Regions from separate parts of the Mus musculus genome. Here region 1 is linked to region 2. A link is a contact called in public HiChIP or PLAC-seq data. All regions are on one chromosome and are shown on one strand. The core of a region is the stretch at or near the end of the contact, and the rest is flanking DNA. Distances in the headings are between cores, read along the strand shown.

What was found. HiChIP or PLAC-seq counts read pairs in DNA pulled down with a chosen protein or histone mark.
Region 1: a BATF HiChIP or PLAC-seq map of CD8 T cells shows a contact between it and region 2, with 8 read pairs. The contact joins the enhancer-like site here to the promoter of Lilr4b in region 2. A contact is called at or near these places in 1 of 39 promoter capture datasets (macrophages), 1 of 15 datasets of contacts at CTCF or cohesin (CD8 T cells), 3 of 484 Hi-C or Micro-C datasets (bone marrow-derived macrophages and macrophages), 3 of 115 datasets of contacts at active chromatin or transcription factors (CD8 T cells, the HPC-7 cell line and bone marrow-derived dendritic cells) and 3 of 9 other capture datasets (adipose tissue, liver and macrophages).

What each region holds. Positions count from the first base shown.
Region 1 is chr10:51,518,091-51,523,525 of GRCm38.p6, forward strand. Gm40645 (a long non-coding RNA gene) reads right to left here. Exons shown (of 3, transcript XR_871642.2): 3 at 1,932-2,872. Among named protein-coding and RNA genes, the nearest start is that of Gm40645, 5.5 kb to the right of the region's middle. Within about 2 kb of position 2,356, at least 32 of the 459 cell types and tissues checked have an H3K27ac peak or open chromatin away from gene starts, as enhancers often do. A contact at or near this core is called in CD8 T cells and bone marrow-derived macrophages, where this site is marked.
Region 2 is chr10:51,478,547-51,483,921 of GRCm38.p6, forward strand. Lilr4b (leukocyte immunoglobulin-like receptor, subfamily B, member 4B) reads left to right here and starts at 2,066. Exons shown (of 9, transcript NM_008147.2): 1 at 2,066-2,207; 2 at 2,360-2,395; 3 at 2,594-2,878; 4 at 3,021-3,323; 5 at 4,323-4,358; 6 at 5,216-5,332. The coding sequence starts at 2,174.

The DNA.
Region 1 (5,435 bases), core at 1,106-3,605, 40 kb after region 2:
CATTCTCACAGGGAAGTGAATCTAAGGAAACTCTCAACCATTTTTGGTAGGAGTGAAAACTTGTACAGCCACTATGGAAATTAGTGTGTTATTCCTCAGGAAAATGGGAAACAATATACCACAAAATACAATTACATCATGCCTGGGATATACACAAAGGATATTTCATCCTACCAAAGAGATATTAGTACAAACCTATTTACTGCTGTTCTGTTCATCATAGCTACAATTTGTAAACAGTACATATGTTCCTCAACAAAAAGAGTTGATAAGAAAATGTTTACATAATGAAATATTGCTAGACCATTATATAGGGGGCATCCCAAAATACACAGGTAAATGGATGGAACAGAAAAAAAAAATCATTCTAAGTGAAACAGCCCAAACCCAGAAAGACCGGTATGGTATGCATTTGCTTATATGTGGACATTAGCTCTTTAGTAAATGATGCAAAACTAAAATTCATGAATCTCCAGAGGGTAGGTATAAACTAGAGGAGCAGTATCAGATATATATATATATCTTGCTATGAACAATAGATAGAATAAGAAGTATTGGATAAATGGAGGGGGCTAAACCTGAAGGTTCAAGTGAGGAGGGAGATGGAAGGGAAAATATGGGGAGATATTTGGGGAGAGGCGGCTAAAAATAAGGGCCATTTAAGGGGCAGTACAGAAAACTAGTGGAGTAGTAGCTTCCTAAAATACATAATATATGAAGGTAATGTAAATAAAATGACCTTATATTGGAGGAGACAGATTTCTAACAGGCTATCTCTTCTCACAAAAATAAGTTTCGAGTCCTAAGAACAGGTTACATCTTAACAGAGATGGCGTCCACACTGGTCCCATGGAGATCTCCAAACAACTCAGGCTGTCACCAAGACTGTGCTACTCTCCACCAACTGACAGCAAGGTCCTATTGCAAAAGACAACTCAACACACTGAAAATGGAAAATTGGATCTGCCGACTACACAGAGAATTCACACCAGTGCACAAACATATTCACTGCTGTTCTGTTCATCATAACTACAATTTGTAAACAAATACATACATTCCTCAACAAAAAGAGTTGATAAACAAAATATTTACACAATGAAATATTACTAGACCATTATATAGTGAGGCATCACAAAATACATAGGTAAATGGAATCTGGCATCTTTGATACAAAAAGTTACTTTGCATGCCACCAAAAGAGAAACATAAGCACCAGCCCAGCCACAAAGTCTTCAATCTACATTGGAGTCATGCCTACAATATCTGCAAGGTCAGTGGCGGCAAAAGGTTGTGAGAGTAACCAACTGAAATCACAGCTGAATTAAAGCCCACTACATAAGACAGAACCTGTCCTCAACAGCACTTGGGTGGCCGAGAACCAGACACAAGGTATACTAGGATTATAGTGTAAAAAAACATTGTACTTTGAAAACTGAAAAGTAGCAATAAAAATGACTCCTAATGACATTCTTTATATGCACATGAGTAAGTACCTGAGCATTCATTCCTAAACAGATCCCTTCCTCAAACCCACCCCCTTACAGCTCAGTGAACCCAGAGGTAAAGGAGCCAAAAAGGGTCTACGAGCCTGAGGGAATGGAGATCAACACCTGAACAAGATGCTCTAAACCACTGGTTCTCAGCTTTTCTAATGCTGGGACCCTTTATCACATTTCATCATCTTTTGGTGACCCCCCAACCATAAAATTATTTTTGTTGCTATTTCATAACTGTAGTTTTGATTCTGTCACAGATTATAAGGTAATTCTCCGTTATGCAGGATATCTGATATGTGACCCATGTGAAAATGTCATGTGTCCCCCAAAGAGGTAGTGACCCAGAGGGTGAGAACCATTGCTATGAAAACACAATTAAAGCTCACAGGAACTCACAGAGACAGGAGAGCAGCATGCACAGAGCCTGCAGGTGTTTTGGTGTTGTGTGTGTGTGTGTGTGTGTGTGTGTGTGTGTGTGTGTGTGTGTGTGTGTGTGTATTCACCACAGACAAGCACATTACACAAACTGAAACCTGTAAAAGTAAAGAACAGTGATCATGTGATGCCCAGATCCAGGGCATCCATCTGGATCTAACACTCTTTTGCAACTAATGCTCAGAGATCATCATGCAATAAGGGGAAGAAGGATTCTAAGAACCAGAGGAACAGGAAGTGTGGTATGAGATTGCATCTCCTAGAAATGTGGTCAGCTCTATAATATAGACATATAAATAACATTATACAAATTAAGCAGACTGCATTTATATATTTAGAAATATGTACCTAGATATGTAAACTTTTAAAAATAAAAGTGAATTTGAGAGAGAACAAAACAGCTACATGGATGGAGTACTACTCAGCTATTAAAAAGAATGAATTTATGAAATTCCTAGGCAAATGGATGGACCTGGAGGGTATCATCCTGAGTGAGGTAACACAATCACAAAGGAACTCACACAATATGTACTCACTGATAAGTGGATATTAGCCCAAAACCTAGGATACCCAAGATATAAGATACAATTTGTTAAACGCATGAACTCAAGAAGAACGAAGACCAAAGTGTGGACACTTTGCCCCTTCTTAGAATTGGGAACAAAACACACTCAGCCTTTCACGATCCTCCCGGGAAACCTATGCATCGAGGGATGCACGAACACATCCTACAGGCGAGTGCTGGACTAGGCAACCCCCAGTCATACATGACAGAGAAAGCCATGAGAAAGGCCCAACCACAGCATGAGCCTGGCCTACCTTGCATGCTCTGGTTGTGGAACAATCTTCCTGGAGGGAGAGGCAGTACTTTGCTGAGGGAGAGCCAGCATGATTCGAGGAAGAAGGATGGAGGCAGCATCAAGCTTCATACTTCAAGAGACCTAAAAAGCCTATAGGTGACCACCACATCCAAATTCACTACCAGCCACACAAAAACAATACCCTCTCATCTCCCATGCTGCTGTCTCTCTCTTTACTACATGCACACTGCAGTCAGTGCAGCAGCAGCAGCAGCTGCCACCCCACCAGCTAGTGCCCCTCCTTACCAAGGACATGCCAACATGGTTTCACCAGACAACCTGGTGGGGCTGATCTGAGGCCCTCTCTAAGCCATCCATTCAGTAGTAGGGATGGGCAGTGTGTACAAATGGCAGGGACTTAGTCAACACAAGCTATTAACTGGCATTTACTGGGAATTCCTCCTTTATGGGGAAGATTGCAATCCCGAATTCCCATCACAAACAGGGTTCAACCGGGTTACCCATGCCTGTCAGCATAGGGTAAGCACATACTGAGCCAGTCAGTGTTATGGGTGTGCAGCCCAAGATATCTAACAGCATCACTGACCTGTAATTGCTCAACCTCAGGCAGCTGAATGCCACTTGTACCTCAAAATGTTGGGGGATGCTGACTGCTTGGGGGGTATCATAACTTGTTAGCATTACAGAATCTAAATCCTCATTGGAATTAACCAGAGGAATCACTCTACCAACTAAGAATGACCATGATCCACCATCTATGGTATTGAGAAAGAGCTATTATCTGTCAATCCTGTCTGTGTCCAGGCTGGGTGAGGTTTCCTGTGTTGAGTCAAAATAAGCCACAGGCTCCACTTCTGCTGGTGCACTTCCATCAATTCCTTTAAGTTTCAGCTTTACACCCACACTTCTCTTAGACACCAAAGACTTTGCTTTACAGTAAGTTGTGCTGCAGGTCATAGGAATAATGCCATTGCATAGCTAGTTGGCATCATTTGTGGTTGGTACTATGACCACAAGGATGAGAGTCTTCAAACCTCCGACTCACATCCGTGATTAATGAAAACATTCTTGGCAAATGCTTTCACTCTTGTCCATCTTGCCAGGTCTATGGATTTCATCCTCTAGCAACACAACACAAATGCCCCTGGCTGTGTCTCTTAATCAGGCCAACAACTAGAACCTCGGTCTTATTCCATTATTCCTAGTGACTGTATCCAGGAGGCTCAGGCCTACTATGAAGACCCTAATTTTTTCAAAGTAAACCATTAGGGCCCCAAGGGACACTCATCTAAGAACATTGAGGGGGCACTAGAGTCAGGAGGTGGGTGGGTAGGGGAAATGACACAGCAGAACAAATGTCAGTAACAGCAGGGGCTACTGGAATGGCCCTTGTAAGGTGCCAAGGGACCATTTTACTAACTACCTGGCATGGCATGTGAGGTAAACTGGCACAAATTATACTGCCCATATTCCTGAATCAGTCAGCAGCACTGAGCCAGGCAAAAACAAACAGACTCCTGGGAGCTCAAAAAGACTCAAAACTAGAGATTACCAACAGCTCAGCCACCCACAAAGTCTCTCCTGCAGCAATGAGCCCAGATATCTGAAGATTCACTGGACTCAACCAACTATACTTCTACAAAAGACCTCCCCCCCCCACTGAGAAAGTGGTTGATCCCAACAGACACAGACCATCCCAGCCCCAAGGAGGCCAGGACACCCACATTCCACCACCCATGGGAATGCTGCAGAGTAAGAAGGTGAGGTAACACCACACAGCCCTTGTATGCAGCATGCACAAATCATGGCAAGTGTGTGGCACTGGAATAGCCTAAAGACAGAAAGTGAGCAGATTATCTAGTGTTCCTGCAGCAGTCCATTATCAAATCTGTAAGAATTTAAGGGTTGTCAATAACAGACCAAAGAGAATGCCATTAAACAAAGACAACAGCCACAATATGCTATATTCCAAAGTTACAACCATGAATTAATCTTTAAAAAGAAGTTACATGACCTTTATATTTGAAGGACTTTTAAAATAAGAGTCTCATTTGGAAATTACAGAAAGTTCACCTTGGAAGTAAACACTGAGTGTGGTCCACGCACCCCCAATGTCCTGGACTGAGAGGCAGCACCACAGTTTTCTTCATTGGCCAGGCTGACCTGTTCCACAGTGCAGCAGAGTGCATGGGTTTCTCCACCAGCAGAGTGAGCTACTTCATGTGAGATTCATGGAAATGCAGGGATTCACTGCCCTCACTGGGGGGCCAAACACATGACAGGCAATTGGAGAAAGAATGTGGAGGAATCGTTGGAGAAATCAGAGGCCAGGACACAAGAGTGAAAAGAAATCATTGAGAATAAGTGTGGGGCTATAAGCTTGCACAGGCAGTATGGTCTCCAGTCGAGCTCAGGCTTAGAACCCCAGAGACCCAGCAGGTGACTTTTGCCTGTAAGGGAAGTCAGGTGTTCGGCCATGCCCCTTGGGTCCCTGGCTCCTGTCAAAGCTACAGCCTCCCACAGCTCCCCCATCCGCACAGAGAGGTGTGTGGCCATCAGTGTGTGTGGCCATCAGAAGCAGCAGCTATCCCTCCCACATGCAAATAAGGTTTCCCCAAGTTCTTAGACTAAGCCAATGAGAAATACCTGTTGTCAGTCACTGACCCACCCCAAAACTGTGTAT
Region 2 (5,375 bases), core at 816-3,315:
GAAAAAGAAAGCTGTGTGTCCCAGATACCTTTCTGAGGCCTCTGCTGTAGGTAATGTGGACAGGCTATTCCACATGACTGAAAAAGAAAAAGGGCTGTATTGGTAGGTTTCCTCCAAGGGAAGATGGAAGGTATAGATGGAAGAAATGCTCATGGTTTCTAGATTTTACTAGAGAATATTTGGTTCTTCTCAATTTGGAGCTAAAAGTACTATAAGTAAATTTCTATCCTGTGGGCATCATGATGGCAAGTTTTGGTGTGTGTGGCTAGCACAGCCATTGGTAAGACCCAACGTTAAGGCATGTGGGGCCAAGAGCAGTACTCGGTGCAGGACTAAAATATTGTGCTTCTCTCTCAGATACAATGCTCATTTCTGTCTGGGAGTTTACCCTGGAGCTCATGTGTAAACATTTACTCTATTGACATCTATGACTGAAGATGAAATTCATTCTATATTTCCTGCTGTCTCAGTTTACACTTTTGTCCTCCCACCCATGTTACACTTTTGGAATTAGATGTTTTATTAATCCTTTTATGGATAAGAGAAAAGAGACAATGAGAATTTATTGTCTACACTTATCCACTGGAGCACACCCATACTAACTGATCATATGGTAGACATGCAGTCAGTGGATTCAACAAAATATCTCTCCAAGGATTCATTTATTCTAGGCCTTGTGTTGCTCTATGCTTTTGTTATCTATTCATATATTTTGAAATTATTTATACATTTCACTTGTTTTTTAAGTTACAACAGGAATAATATTTTCTGGGATACAAAATAGGTATATTACAGATATACATTGTGTAAGGAATAATTCAAGATGATATATCTCTCAACACATATGCAAAACATTAGATTTGTGAATTCAACACTTAATTGCTATATAGGTGTTACTGTACATAACATGTGCCACATTGAACAATACATCTCTGAAGAGAGTTCTTCCTGAGGAGTGAAACTTTATCGTCTCAGTGCAATTCCTTCATCAGATCACAGCCCTCACATCTGTCATATTTTTCCTTCTTCTAAGTGTTTGGCATCTTTAGGGTCCACACAAAAGATTTTCTCTGCAGAAGTCCTTTTTTTCCATCAACTTTTCAAATACTTATCCGGAAGACATGTTTTAGGAATAAAGATATTTTATTATTGAGATTTTTTTTTGTTTCACTTATTTCAGGCATTACCATCTTTATGCCAAAACGACAGACTCAGTTTTAATGTGTTTTAGGTTTTCATTGTCTTCTATCATAATTCTAAATATTTTACATATACTATTATTTTGTTTGTTAGGGTTCTTATTGACTTCATTAGCTTCATATAATCATCATATCAAATTCATACACATATACACATATATACATACTCATGAACAGAAAAACTCATCACGTGTCAATTACTAATTTGTGAGTATATAAAAACTTTCTTTGACAAAATATTTATCCTCTTAATTATATACCTTCTTGCCATTTTTATGTTTTTGGAAACATTCTCCTCCTCTGTGTGCAGAAAACTCCAACCAGCAGCATAAAAATGTAAAATAAGACTTAAAATATATAGTCACTTTTACTTTGTTTTCACATTACTCTGCACTACAATCCCAGATATCACATGTGTCATACTATCTCTTTTTCTGCTGAGGAATGGAACAGAAACTGAGTCTGTGAGTAAAACTCCTCTGTGAAGAATCAGGATGTCAGAGTTGCAGTGTGGAATAGCACACATAACACACACACACACATACACACACACACACATACATACACACAGAGAGAGAGAGAGAGAGAGAGAGAGAGAGAGAGAGAGAGAGAGAGAGAGAGAGAGGGGGAGAGAGGGAGAGAGAGAGAGAGAGAAATAGTGAGAAAGACAGAGAATGTGATAAGGGAGAGTGAAAAGTAAAATAAATGTTTAAAATATAAAGGTGTTTAACCCCAGGATATGTGTCCTAAAGGATGTGGCTTTTCTCTGAAGGAACTTGAGAGATATGAGTGTTTACGCAGTCATCTGCTCTTAGGAAATTACAGAGGTTTCCCTTCTCATAATAGCTATGATGTAGAAAACCCATGACAGGAAGGACCTGCCCTCAAGATGACAACTGCATATCTGATGTTACAGGACAGACATTTGTCAGACTGGCCCAAGAGAACAGCTACGAACATTGCCTGGACTCACCATGATCGCCATGCTCACAGTGCTGCTATACCTTGGTGAGGTATAATGAGGGGGAGTGGATGCTTGTGTTTGTAAGGGAACCTATTCGACAGCCAGGTTTAATTTCACATGGACATCCTAGGGGATGCCCTCTGGTTCTCAATGTGAAAAAGCTTTGAGAAAAAGGTTTTGTTTTTTTTTTTTCCAGCTCTTATTCTGGAACCCAGGACTGCAGTACAGGCAGGTGAGTGTCTCCAGCCATCCCAGAATTTGATTCTTCACTCTGATGATACAACCTCTAATCTACTTTCTAGTGTGTAAATTCCTCAAAATGGTGATGGGGGATTGACATTTATGGGCTAATGTCTTGTTCCATGGGTGTGTTCTGTGCTAAGATCTAGTGTCTGAAGGAAGATGTTCTGGGCTTTTGATTTCTTCACAGGACACCTCCCAAAACCCATCATCTGGGCTGAGCCAGGCTCTGTGATCGCTGCGTATACATCTGTGATTATCTGGTGTTGGGGTTCCTGGGAGGCCCAGTATTATTATCTGGATAAAGAGAAAAGTGTAAATCCTTGGGACACTGAAGTCCCTCTGGAAAACAGGAATAAGACCAAGTTCAAAATTCGATTTATGACAGCCTCATATGCAGGCATATATAACTGTTACTATAAGAGTGCTGCTGGCTTCTCAGAGCACAGTGATGCCATGGAGCTGGTGATGACAGGTGAGAGGACATCAGGGAACCATGTACAGGCTCTCTCCTCAGAAGGAGGTCTATTTTCCAGGAGCTCTTCTCTCAGAGTCCAATCCTGGAGGACAATGTGGGTAACTCATGTTCATTTCACACACTGCCCCTTGTATTCTAGGAGCATATGAAAATCCCAGCCTGTCAGTCTATCCCAGCTCTAATGTGACCTCTGGAGTTTCCATATCCTTTAAGTGCAGCTCATCCACACTATTTGGCAGATTCATTCTGATACAGGAAGGAAAGCATGGCCTCTCGTGGACCCTGGACTCACAGCATCAGGCCAATCAGCCAACCCATGCTACTTTTGTTCTGGATGCTGTTGCTCCCAACCACAATGGAACATTCAGATGCTATGGCTTCTTTAGAAATGAACCACAGGTGTGGTCAAAACCAAGTAACTCCCTAGACCTCATGATCTCAGGTAAGCACCTTCCACCCATAATCACTTAGTGTGTTGGGTCACTTGGGTCTTTTTCCTAAGATGATCTATGGCTTAGAATAAGAGGGAGGGAGCACTGTGGTTAAAAATACTGTTCAGTTCAAAAGACATTCACCCCTTGATACAGGAGTTGCAGTCAGAATCCCCTGGTCCAAATGCCTTTTTCCTTGACTCATTGTAATTTAGCAGAGACCTTTGAGAGAGACACACAGTTGATGAAGTGATCAGATAATGTCTCTGTACTAGTTATATTCCTATTTTTGTTGTAAAAACACCATGATATAAATAAAGTAACTTAGTGAGAAAAGGATTGATTTCATCTAACTTTGCATGGAGCATCAAGAAGGTAATGAAATGTAGGCATGCAAGCAAGAATTGAAGTAGGGATCTTAAAGGAGCACTGCTCACAAGTTTACTTGATAGTGGCTTGCAGTATTGCTTTCTTACACCATCAAGGTCTAATCCATTTAGGATTAGAATAAACCAGAGTGGTCTGGGATCTTGTAGATCAATAAATCAGGAAAATATTTCCATAGACATAGATGTATTTTCTCTATTGCAGCTGCCTCTTTCCAGATTTTTCTAGCTTGTATCAAGTTAGCAAAAATCTAGTGAGAACCATCTTCAGTGGCAGACACTGCCTATTTTCCTCTTGTTTTTATTTCCTAAAATCATGTGCCCAGGCTCATGTTAATAACTGGACACTGGAGACTTTTAGCACACGTGTTGCCCAGATTCAGTGTGGCAGTTCTGAGTCCCTCATAGTCTCTCTCCTTTCCAAATGTTCAATGATATACTTTGTATAGGATTGATGGGATGAGCTGTGATCTTCAAAGAGATCCAAGAACTCGGAGTCACAAAACCTTGTCTGCAACAGGGTCATATCCTTTTGAAATTAGTGTCCAGATTGAGATAGAAAGAAACAGGACATAGTAAAGTGTTGTGAACTCTAATGTTCATCTCTCCATCAACCTCTGGCAGAAACCAAGGAACAGTCCTGTACACCCACTGAAGATGGTAAGTGCGGGCTCTTCTAGCAGGTGGGTATAACAATATTTGAGATCATTATGAATTGGTGAATCCTTCTCTGAAGTTGAGAGAGTAGGAGATCTGGACTTATTTGCGACTTAGATGCTTTGTTCCTTACATTGCTTAGAACTCAGTATCTCTTTCTACCTAAAGTTCAGGTCCTCCTTTTCAAGATGTTCTAATGGCTTGGCTTCCTGAAATTTCTGATAAACTTTCTTCCTAGGCTCCATCTCCCTGAACAAATTTTGTTGAATAATAATGGTAGATAAAGGTGTTCTTTTGATATTCAGACAGGAAGAAAACTGACTTTTTCTGAGTATTTTTCTTGATGTCTGCTAGTGTAAAGGAACAAGTTTGCCAATACCTTCAATTTACTTCCAGTGCTTTCCTTGGGGGTGATATCCTAGGTGAGGAAGGAGGCCCATCCATCGAGTTCCAGTTCTGAAATGACCATATCTCCTTTGCCACAAGGATGGTGACACAGGGTACAGGGTATACTGCCGCAGACTCAGAGCCAATGCTAGACAGTCACCTACTTTTATGCTCAAATAGCTTATGAACTGTATGTAGTGAGGACAAGTCTGGAAGTCAAATACTAAGTTCAAACTGGTTCAGAGGCTACTAAGTTCAGCATCTCATCTGGCTTTTTATATTCATTCTAAATGACCTGGGCCAAATGAACTTGTCTCTGTGAGCTTTAATATTCTCACCTATAACTGACTGGGTAAACCATACAATTACACATTGAATGATTGTGACATTGGAGGCCATGAATGAGCCAAGCATAAAATAGGTGCTAGGTAAACAATATCTTTCTGTCATGCCTGATGTCAACTGTTCCTAAGGACTGGAAACATACCAGAAGATTTTGATTGGAGTCCTGGTGTCATTCCTCCTGCTTTTCTTCCTCCTGCTTTTTCTCATCCTCATCGGATACCAGTGTCGTCACAAAAATAAGGCTAGTAAGTAGAGCATGAGTGCCTTGCATGTCTGGAGGTGTTGGGC